Linked DNA regions of Triticum aestivum: region 2 is linked to region 1. Evidence: chromatin contacts called from public Hi-C data. All regions are on one chromosome and are shown on one strand. Each heading gives the region's core, a stretch centred on a gene start, on an enhancer-like site or on the middle of the called end of the contact. The rest is flanking DNA. Distances are from core to core; before and after follow the strand shown.

Region 1 (6,315 bases), core at 1,745-4,244:
TTCTGAATAACCTTGTGAACAACACATCACGAAACAAGGACACTGCAGAAATGTTATTAATAAGCACTTGCTCGGAATCAGAAAGTTCATCATCTGGCACATCCGAAATGTTCATAGATCCCTGCACGATTTGCACAGTTGACCATATCATCTCTGGATAATTGTTTTAAAATGTAATAGTGCTGAACCGGACAATGAACAATACCAAACTGAAAACAATATTTATTACTTCACACAAACTGACAAAATATAAGTGAAATTGTTTTCTGAATCTTGTAAAGTGCAACAACAACTGAAATAAAATACTATGCTCAAAGGTTTATTACAAAAATTCTAAGGATCAAGAATCCAGAGCTTCCGCGTCTCTTCATCCATCTCAATGAAAATGGCCCGTTTATCACCATCTGTAAATGCCTTTACCGCTTTTAGTTTCTCTTTGGGATCTAGATTACTCATGCTATTTAGTATTGCCATACAAGATTTAACCGAGTAAGCTTTAGTTTGTTGTGCTACTGTTTTCTTTGCTTCAGCAATGCTAAGTGATGCATCTGCAAGGCGATCAATTGCTATTATGGCATCATCGGCTGTCCGTTTTTGTCCTCTTGCAGTTTCCTTGGATCCACTTCCAGGGGACTTCTTTTTTTCTGGCTCAATGGTAGTTGACTTCTTGGTGAAGACACCAGGGGAAGCATTGATTTCATCAGAATCGATGTCATGTACTTCAACTTCCGTATTGAGATCAATTTGTGAAGATTTGGTCGTACATGTACCATCATTTCCTTTGCTAGATACAACACCAGCTCCAGATGCTGTTGAACTAGCACATATGGCTTGAAGATCTATCCAACTAGGCCACACCTTATCTCGATATTCTTGGATAGCCTTATCCTTCTGCAAGTTGTTTAATGTTTTTGTTAATAATAGGATATGGAAACTTTATATGAATTCTACTCGAACAAACTTACCTTAATTAGTTCTACCCAAATATCTTCTGGAGCTTTTATCATTTTGTCATCGTCATCCCAACCAAATCCCGTGAGTTTTAGAAGTCTGTCCATGGTGCTCTAGCAACTCCTGTAGTACTTATGACGATTTTTCAGTTGTTGTAATTCAAGTTTTTCTACCCTTGAATCATTGAATTGTTCTAAGATATCACGCCATGCTTTCTTTGTGTAACCTGTTCCTTCTTTTCCTCCATGTAGGCTTTGATCTTTTAATATATTCAGCAGTATTTTGTCCTCTGAAGATTTCCATACATGGCGCTTAGCTTTATCTGTGTTTTCCTTCTTAATTTTCTTTTCCTTCTCATCATCCATATTTTTCTACAGAGAGGATACAAGAAGCAATAATGGAAGATGAGTCATTTGATTCAAAAGGAATAAATCTACGAAGTGGAAGAAAATGAGCATGCCACTAATCCTTTGTTCATGCTATGACTGGACACTTGAATTTTTGTCGCTTGTTTGTCTAACGGGATGTTCACATCCCTTATCGGTTATTTTCCTAGGTTGCTGCCAAGATCTTTAATTTTCTATTAAATCTGGTCTCGCTTGCCCCACGTACTGCTATCAACATCAGATGACATCACAAGGTATTCTAATCTTCATCTGCTTACTGCTTAGCTCTTACTGCACACTATATATTCTGGATAAATATGATTGATACTTATGGAAAATTATCCTTACAGTGTGCTTTAAACTGCATCCTTGTCATGAAAAATTAACTACTGCACGTGATATATATAGTCATCGATAATCTAATTGTGGTTCGGTGTTAGATCATTTTAGTATGTATATAGGCATTCATAGTGCAATCTGATTCTCTTATGTGCCACATGTTCATATTTACGGTACTCCCTAATCAGAGTTGCCTCTAATTTTTCCTTCAACAGTGCGTGTTATCATTTAGATTAACAGATTACTAGGTTGTTGGATCTACTATGTCCTAGGAATTGCCCATATGAAATTATCAGAGGTTTTATGCAAAATAGGGTTCACTACCAAATAGATTAATTCAATCAACAGTACCATGAAATATTTACAAACACAAATTCGTACTGCTGTGTAGGATGGTGAAGCCATGGAACCTGATTGAAGATGGGAAGACTGATTGAAGGTGGGAAGACGATGCACGGAAAGCCTGAAGGAGATGTGGAGCCTTATTGAAGATGACCAACTTCAGATCCAAGGTCAACGTCTCCCATCCAGTGCCTGTCACGGGGATCACAGCCAGCCCTTTGCGATCTGGGTGTATAACATGCGGGAAACAAAGTCTGTCTTTTATAGGCAGTGAAAAGGGCGTGAGTTGAGACGCAAAAAGCAGAATTGGCGCCATCTGAGGTTGTTGAGGAATAGGCGGGGGCGGAGAAAGGCAGTTGCATCTGTATATGCTAATCGCGTTTGTGGAAAAACGAGTAATACTAGTTTTCCCACAAACCCGGAATTATGGGTTTTTGGGAAACGAGTTTCCCCTATCCACGGGGTTGTTGGACGAGCCAAACAAGATTATTTACGGTTAGGCAGTTTCCTTGGCTTACGTAGATTGCGATCTCTATATTCCTCTTACCCAAACAACGGCCCAGCAAGCACGTTGAAACAGGTACACATGCAACACACATGAATCTTGACAAATAAATCATGTGGTAGACAACTTAGAGTTCATGTAGATGTTAATTAGCAAATCTCAAAGCAAAAACACAAGTCCTGGTGCTTGAATCCACCGGCTAGAAATTTAGATGTGAAGTAGTAATATATTGCATCTAGATGTAAAATATCAAATACTGTTTGAATTAACCGAGACTTGAGAAAATTTGAGCTGACTCCACTTATTATTATCATTATTATTTTTTGCGAAAATTTGAGCTGACTCCACTTATTGGGCGGCAAAAATCCCAGTCGACTTCAGTTCGTTACCCGTTAAGACGGTGAGCGGTAGCCATGCTCATCGCGGTGACCCCAACCTACTCCCAACCATAAGTACCGATCCCCGTCCAACGCATTCTTGCATAGAGCCAACCACGCCTAGCCTGCTCCTTCTCTCAGGTAGCGAGTCAGTGACGCACGCTCTCCGTGCCACACCACGACCGCACCGTTCTACCCGCTTAGCTACCCAAGAGACCGGCGTCCGGCAATGGAGTCGCGGGTGAAGCCCGGGTTCAGCGGCGCGGGCAGCCTGTCCGGCAGCCGGAGGAGCTACATGGGGGCGGCGGCGCCTAGCAAGCCGGCGGTGGACGGGTGCGGCGTGGCACTGCGCGTGTTCATCCTGGCGGCGACGCTGGTCGCCGCCGTGGTGATGGGCCTGGACCGGCAGACGGCCACCGTGCAGGTCACCATCGCCGACACGCTGCCGCCGCTGCAGGTCCCCGTCACGGCCAAGTGGTCCTACTCCTCCGCCTTCGTGTAAGCGCTCGCCCCCGTACTTTGGTTCTTTCCTCTTCCTGGCCACCAGCACTACAATTAATTACACATTCACACGACGCTATCGTTCTCCGGTGAACAGCTCTCCTGGATTTGTTGATTTCTTTCTGCTTCCTTTAATCTGTTTGTTCGGTGGATTTTTTTTTTCGAGAGTACGCTAAAGGCGTACCATGCTTTTATAGAAGAGAAGAAAGAGTCAAGTACAAGGAGTTGATGATGGAAGATCCATCAAGGACGCACACCCTAACGCACTCTCGGAATTACCCTATGCCTACACTCTCACAAAACGTAGCAAAACCTCTACCTCCCAATCCCGCCGACCTCCACTCTTTGAGTTCCCCTAAAATGGCAAGGGCCAGGTCCAGCGCCGTCTTCTGCTGCTGGGTCCGGTGAAATACACGAGCGTTGCGTTGCTTCCAGAGAGCCCAGGTGGTGGCAATGACGATCGTGTCGAAACCACGCTTGGCGCCCTTCGAAAAAGGAGCTCTCCTTGCCAACCACCAGTCCAGCAGACAATCGCTCGGCTCCGGGATGACGCCATGCACCCTAAGAGCATCGAAGATGTAGTGCCAGACCTCTCTAGCGTAGACACATTGGATAAGGATATGTTCCGCATTGTCCTCCTCTTGGAGGCACGTGTAGCAGGCGGAGGAAGAGTCCTGCAGGCCGTGCCTAGCACTTCTATCCGAAGTCCAGATCCGATGCTGAACTATCAACCACACGAAGATTTTGCATTTGAGCAAGTCCCAGCTCTTCCAAATGCAAGCACCGAACGGAGCCCTCGCGCTACCCATGCATAGCCTGAAGTAGGTGGATTTAGCAGTGTATGTGCCCGAAGGGTCCGCCGGCGAGAAGGAGTCATGTTCGGTGGATATCGATCAGACGTTCATGATGCAAGTACGTCTGCAGCAGTAGTACGTCTGCATTGTATCTATCTGGCACAAAGATACAAGATCGATGCCGCGTACGTTTGCGAAATGGGCCAGCCAAGCACATGCAACCAACCAATTATATATTGTCATTTTCATTAATTAGGAAAGTTTGCTGCACTGGAGTATTACTGTAGTCCAGTCAAGGCCAACAAATACATGCCATTTCTGCCGAAAGCACCTCTATAGCTAGCAGCGTTTGCCGCTCCAGACACAGCAATTTCCTTTTCATTACTTAGGCAAATGTGCTTGCACGCACTTTCACCATCTCCTCCATATTTCCGTACGGATTCTCCGGTGAGAAGGATCGATGGTCCGCAAGAAATGCAGTGTCGTGCGTGTCCGTCCAGCTGATTCCTACCGCTCACTGCTCGATCGAACCTTTAGTTTCCACGTGCAAACAAGACATTCTCTTTCTCCTACCTAGAAAGAACCTTTGCAGTGCACCATAGACAAGGATGCCGCAACAAACTAGAGTAACTATGAACTAATTAATGGGTAACAAGACCAATTCGCTCGAGGCCTAAGGGCCGATAGCTTTTGTGCCCATCAAGAACACGGTGCAAGTAATGGGCACGTCGATCTTTCTGGTGGTGGTCGGGAAGAAACTGCAAAACGATTTCCTCTTCGTCCACGCCCAGAAACGCATGAATCTTCAGTGGACCGCGTACGTGGCTGGCTGGCCCGACCGATCGGCCGATCCGCGCGGCATTTATTGCGGAAAGAGATGGATGGATAATCAGATGGGTGCATGCATTAAGTCCCAGCTCATCCGTCACATCCACGGTGGGGCAGACGTGCTCATCCTGATGGATGTGCTCCGGCCCAAGCCAGCAGCCACCAAGCGATTTGGCCTTTTACAAAAGGCGGAGATATATGGGATACAGATAGAGATTTCCGAAAGGATTGTCGAGATCATGCTTGTTGAGATCGATTCTTTTCGGCCAGAGACGTGTCCGCTTGTTTCATCAGAGTTCATGAAAATGAAACAGCAGCAGTATACATATGTTGTGTTCTTTTGTCGATAAAAGGATTGCTTAATAGGCTAGGTTGACGTTGCTTAATTAGTAGTTAGTACTCATGGATTAATTCCGGGAAGTTCATCTTTCCTGCTAATTGTTAGAGATGTTGTTCGTACACATTGTGTGCAACTAATTTAGGGGAAACATACATAGCTATTAAGGACTACTACAAAGGAATTTAAGCACGAAAATGACGTAGATCCCTGATACAGTACGCACATTCAACATCATGAACAGCTAGACGTCCGGACCGGACAGGCACATTCAATACGTGTCATCACCTGAACCGCTCTACGCCTGTGTACATCGGCAGCGTTCCAACTGTATGCACGGCGCTAACACTTGGGCAGCGAAATTCGATATATTCTCCTTAAACTTTGTAATAATATTGTTACTGTGATGACCCATTGATCCAATGTTTACTAACCAGCAAACATTACATGCGTGCAGGTACTTCGTGGTGGCGAACGCGATGGCGTGCGTCTTCTCGGCGGTGGCGCTGGCGGCGTGCCGCAGCCGGAGCGCGGTGGTGCCGCTGATGGTCGGCGACCTGGTGGTGCAGGCGCTCCTGTTCTCGGCGGTGGGCGCGTCGGCGGAGTTCGGCATCCTGGGCGAGCGCGGCAACTCCCACGTGCGCTGGGGCAAGGTGTGCCACGTCTACAGCAGCTTTTGCGAGCGCGCCATGGCCGCCGTCATCGTCTCCCTCATCGCCGCCTTCGCCAACCTCGTGCACCTCATGTTCGCCATCCTAGACGTCCACAAAAACTCCTCCTACTAGTAGTAACTAGCTCAGCCGCTGCTGATCCATCGTGCACGCATCGGAGATGCCCGATCGATGCATGCAGATGGTATACCTGATTTCCGTGTGAACTAACGGTCTCGGCTTTAGACGCGTTGGTTTGATTTAACGGCGCGCATTGTTGTGTCGATGCATTTTGGCACTGTAAT
Region 2 (5,728 bases), core at 1,129-3,628, 420 kb before region 1:
GTCTGCCGCCAAATGGAGGTCACTCACAAGTGACAAGTCCCTCTCTTAGGGGTGATAAGATCAACTGCTGCTGCATAAGAGAAGGTAGCATAGAATAAAGTGCAATTTGTTGTCAAGTAGAATTCCATCGCTCTCTACCGTCGTGGCGCTCTCACCGGTCGCCCCTCTCCTTTGCAAGCACTTGTTCCAACATTCATAGGCTCTCCTGTCCTTCTCAGGCGTGAGCTTGATGCCTTGGAGGGCCTACGACTTTGCTCTTTACTTGCTGTCACACTCCAGCTCTTGGAATATCTCCAGTGGCATGTCACTACTGATTATTTATTCGGTCGCGTGTGGGATTGTTGATGGCTCCGTTGATTTTAAACCCAGAACCATACACCATACATCATATCTTAAAGTAGAATTGAATCAAGCATCATGGCCTTTATTTATGTCTTAGTAGTTCATTATTTTTCTGTGTGTTCCCATTCTCTCCTGCCACTGGTTCCAGGAATATGTTAAGTAGCTGATTCTGGATGTTGCATGATTGGTTTGCGAATTTTAATTTTTGTCCCGGGAAAAAGTTTGCCAATAGGCGCGCTCGGGTGTCGCCGATAGTTACTGCCACTTGTTCCTGTTGCCCTCCTGTATAAAAGGGCAAGTTGGGCGGTCATTTATGTCTGTTTTCCAATTGAGAGGCTGACAGGCGCAAATCAAGAAAAAAAGTTCCACCTAAGGATTTTCCTTTGTAATAAGAACTGAAAGGGAGATGGAAAGATATGTTGTTTCGGTGATCTGATCACCGAGATCGGAGTTGCTAACTCATGTAAGATGTTCCCTGGCGCATGAGCATGACAGCAATGAAGCGCAACACATAACAAAGTTATAGAGTAGCCATTTGGATAGGAGTGTAGGTCACAGTAAAGGCGCAACAAAGAAACAACTTTCATCCAAAGTAGATGAAAATGATTGATTTACAGGAATTTATTTGCACATCTCTCCTGGTGGGAAGTTTTCTTCCTAAGAACCAAATTTCTGCAAATATCTTGTGAAGAATCTACGGTCCAGAGAGCGACATGATGGACGCTCTTATGTAAATATTTATGCAGTTTTATCTTAAGAAAAGTCTCATTGCGAACATGTATCAGAGCGACAGAGCCTACAAGGCATCGCTAGAGGCACTCTGAAGTTTTTTTAAGAAAATTATTAGAAAAACACAGTGGTGCCAATTACTACTATGGATCCGGTCCTGTAGGTTTCTTCTTGTAACATAAGCTCGGAGAAGGATACGTCTACTACTGATGCAGAAGACTAGCATACACAGGAAGAAGCAGGGTATCATATCATTGAGAAGAAGAACACACGCTCAGATTAACGTGTCCCGAAGAAGACTCGAAAGCTAAGCTTGATCGATGAACTCCAGCTAGTACTATGTAGAGCTGATGATCCACTTTAGCATACACAGCAATAACATGCAGGAAAACATTTTGAGATCCATGACTCAACTATACATCTCTCCCCTCTTGCTTGTTGATAGCATTCGGACGAACTGCTGTTATAATCAGTTCGTTTTTTAGCCACCTAGCGATCTATAGCCAAGGAAGATCGATCCATGGTGCATGCGCAGCCGATACGTGCACGAGCGCGCCGACGAGCATACGGTGTTAGCTGGCGGCCACGGGAGTGCGCGCCACCGCGCCGAGGTTGGCGATGGTCGGCCGGCGGTGCACCATCGACGCCGTCGTCGCGCCCGCCGCCTCGCGGCGCGCGGTGCCGGCAGCCTGCTCGGCCGCGGCCTGCTTGCGGTGCCGGCGCGCCGCCGCGTGGAGCGCCTCGTCCATGGCCATCTGGTCCTGCCTGCACTCCTCGCCGCAGAACGCCGCGTCACCCCTGCACAAACCAACGCCCGCATCAGCACCAAGAATCATCACCTGTGAAGTTGTGATCTTCTCGCCGTGGAAATAAAAGAGAATCAATTGCGGTTGCAGGCTGCAGCAGTAGGCAGTAGCGCTAGATGAATTTAGCTTGCTCGTACTTGTACATGAAGATGTCGCGGTCGCGGGAGATGCTCCTCTTGCAGAGGAAGCACGAGTCGAGGAAGTGGTGGCGGGCAGCAGCGCCCGGCTTCACCCGGAAGAACCTCGACGCCACCATGACGTACCGCTCCTCGTCCCCCTTGACGGCCGTCGCAGCCATCAGCAGCGAGGACGACGACGAGAGCGACGCCGCCGCTGCGGTGGAGGCGACCTCTCCCATGTGTATGCTCGCGCGCGCGTGGCAGGCACGGCCGCCGTTGCTCCTGAGAGGAGAGTGATGCGTGCGTGCGTGCGTGCGTGCTCGGGTGGTGCGCCTGGGCACGCTTGCTTGTTAGTTTGGCGGATGGAGGTGACCGGGCCGGGGTTATATACGACGGAGGGCACGGAAGCCAGCCCGCTTTTGTCTGTTTGCATGCGTGCCGTTGGTTGTGCTCCGTGACGAAACCATGGGTGGTAGGAGAGGAGTGTGAGGGAACCTGTTGGCTGGCCGGGAAGTCGATGGCCGGATCGAATCAAATCAATCATGCAGCCATGGAGAGGGGCCAGATACCTGACCGGCAACTTTTCTTTCCCCTGAAACTCTCAGTCCATCAGTTAACAAGCGTTTTATCTGCCCTGCAGGCAGGCTGCAGTGCAGTGATCAAAATACTTGTTAACTTTGGTTTTGCCTCCTGGCGCACGTGCATTGTTAGTCATCCCTGAATTCTTCCGGTGGAAGCTGGGATCTTTCCAGGGTGGTGGCCTGGTGGTGCGATCTTCTGGCGCCGAATCCGGCGTATGAAATCCAGCTCTCTGGGTCCGGGGGCGGTGGACGGGCTGACGGGCACAGCGGCCAGATTAGTAGTCTCGTTGGTTTCTCCGTCGACCGCGCGCCTAGAATCTGTGGAACGGGAAGAAGTGAAGCAGGTGTACGCCGAGCATTGTGGCTGTGATCATGACCGGAGCGGGCAACTAACTAGAATATGATCAGGGCTGAAAATGAAGTGATTTGTTTTTGGTTTTTGCGTGGGAAAATGAAAATGGAGAGGGAATGTGGAATTGAACACCCCCCCCCCCTCCCCCCCACAACTTCTTCTTGAGTTGGCAATGGCATCCTACCCAGGATTCGTGGGAGGGGCGCTCTGGTGCGTACCTCACTGTATGCGATGATGCGGCAATATTTATGCCCCATCAAAGGTGACATTGATAATCTCGCTGGCATCATGAGAGGATTTGGAGATGTCACGGGCCTATGTACTAACTTTCACAAGAGCTCGGCGGTGCCTATTCTATGCGATCATATCAATCTTGAGCAAATTGTGCGAAGCTTACAGGCCACAAAAGCCTCCTTCCCAATGCGTTATTTGGGGTTGCCCCTATCTGTTTTGTGCCTTAAAAAGGTGGATCGTCTCTGGCACCTCGTGGACAAGTTTGTAGGAAAGGTAGTCACTTGGTAGGTTCAAAACATAATCTTCATTGGTCGCACGGCCCTCGTCAAGCCGGTGATCACCTCCCAAACCACTACTTTATCACACCGCTTGTAGTTTCGTCGGGCATATTCCACGACATCAACAAGCTCGAACGAGCTTTCATTTGGTCTGCTTCAGACAAGACGACCGAAGAAAAATGCAAGGTCAACTCAAAGGCGGTTTGTCAACCTTCAGAGTATGTTGGATTAGGTGTGCTCAATACCGACAAATTCATGCGTGCTCTTAGGTAACCTTGGCCTTGGTATAAATGGAAAGAGACTTCCAAGTTTTGGGTAGGGATGGGAAACCCATGTGATGAGGATGATCCCAACTTCCTCTATGCTTCTTCCACCGTCTCCACCGGCAATGGTGCGAAAACACCATTTTGGAGCTCGTGTTGGCTTCTTGGTCGTAAACCCATGGATATTGCACCTCTTATCTTTGAGGCTTCCTCAAGAAAAAATGGAAAGTTCGAGAGTCACTTCATGGCAATGCATATGTGAATATTTCACACTTTGGATGCACCTTAGATGTTAACCTTGATGACCAAACCAAAGGTGATATCGTTTGGAAGCACACAACCTTGGGTCAAATGGTATGAAAGGCTTGGGCATGGCCAAAAGTGAAATTTGCCGCTTGGTTGGCTATTCAAGATCCAATTTGGATAGACTATATATTGGCAAAGCGTGGATGGCAGAATTGTTGGCTATGCCCACTTTGCAAGAGAGTCCAAGAATCCAGTGATCACATATTCCTCAAGTGTCGGTTCACCTTGCGCCTATGGAGTGTGGTGATTGACAAGCTTCATCTAACCAACATTGACACGTCCCTTTGGCACCTCGAACGCTCCGTCAAGGATTGGTGGTCTAGTCGTCCTAGCTTTAGTATATCCAATAGGAAGGCCATGGCATCTTTAACCTTGTTGGTTTCTTGATCAATTTGGCACGAGGGAAACGCTGGAGTCTTCCATCATAAGTGCGCCCCAATGACAGTTCTTAACACGGTGATTGACGAGACAAAGCTTTGGATCGCCGCAGGGGCTAAGCATCTAGGCAATTTGATGGCGAGAGAGTAATCCTTTTGTTTGTAAGGGGTGATTGTAACACAAACGTTATCCCCTTCTTGTTTAATGTATGAGGCAAATCTTTTGCTTCTATTTCAGGAAAAACTAAATATTATGAAACAAAATTTCTTACACGGAAGCGAAAATGGAATAGCGTTTTTCGTGTATGGAGCTTTCCGTTTTCTATGTCTATGTGGGTTAGTCCGGCACTCGATAAAACTCATGTAGTGGCATATTAACCATAACACAAATACCTAATAACTCATGTTGTTGGGACAAAATCTCACCTTGCTGGCCGTCGCCTCCGCTGTGAAGACAACGCCACTTTCTGAAAAAATGTGGCAGCAATTACTTCCGTTCATTTTCGTTTCATTTTCATACCTAAATGTGATGGTGGTGATCATTAATGGTTGTTGTTGTCATTTGCTGCAGTTATTCTCGTCATCCTTTTTCTTACTTTTGTAATAATATGGTTGCATGTATTCCCCATATGTAGCTCTTGAATCATATTGTTTCAGAAGTCGGAAGTAATTGATATTTTCTCAATATTATCAGGGACCAATTATAATGAGTCATTTATCAGTCACCACTAGATCTTAATCCAACGGTCCAAAATAGAACCTCCCTCCTATCTTCTTCTTTTTGGCTGCCCTGTCCTAACCACCGGCCTCAACAACCAGCGGCCGGCGGGTGCTACCGCGCACCGCCTCGCCGCCCCGCCCTCTCCTCAACCTCCCCCACCGCTGTTGTTGGCCACCACCCTGACCATACCTCTAAGCCCCGCACCGGTGAACAATTGCAACAATCCGCCTGCACTCCACACCTCTAAGATAGATAGTGAGGTTGCTGCTCTCCAGCGAATCTGCATCCCCACATTTCTAAGATAGATAGTCGAGTTGCAGTAATTGCCTTTGGCTCCTAGGTGCATATGCACCCATTGTCGAAATACACATTTCAAAAAGTTGAAAAATTCAAAATAAAAATTCTGCGTGTATATTCAGACATTTTATGTGCGTGCACAAGGTTTCAGTGAAAAAGGATGTTTTTTGTGGCTTGTGTAAAAAAGACAATTTCTGCTGCTTCATTCTAACTATTCACGAGGCATTTCTTTATCTTTTTTACACAAGCCACAAAAAACGTCGTTTTTCACCGAAACCTTGTGAACGCACGAAAATGTCCGGATATACACGTGGGATTTTTGT

The links. A called contact is a pair of places that touch in the nucleus more often than the background predicts.
Region 2: a Hi-C map of leaf shows a contact between it and region 1, with 5 times the contacts expected there. The contact joins the promoter of LOC123159595 here to the promoter of LOC123161975 in region 1. A contact is called at or near these places in 2 of 5 Hi-C or Micro-C datasets (both in leaf).

What each region holds. Positions count from the first base shown.
Region 1 is chr7B:528,182,370-528,188,684 of IWGSC CS RefSeq v2.1, reverse strand. LOC123161975 (CASP-like protein 1E1) reads left to right here and starts at 2,994. Exons shown (of 2, transcript XM_044579778.1): 1 at 2,994-3,398; 2 at 5,818-6,315. The coding sequence starts at 3,130. The coding sequence ends at 6,145.
Region 2 is chr7B:528,600,664-528,606,391 of IWGSC CS RefSeq v2.1, reverse strand. LOC123159595 (FCS-Like Zinc finger 5) reads right to left here and starts at 2,378. Exons shown (of 2, transcript XM_044577412.1): 1 at 2,015-2,378; 2 at 1,323-1,869. The coding sequence starts at 2,235. The coding sequence ends at 1,644.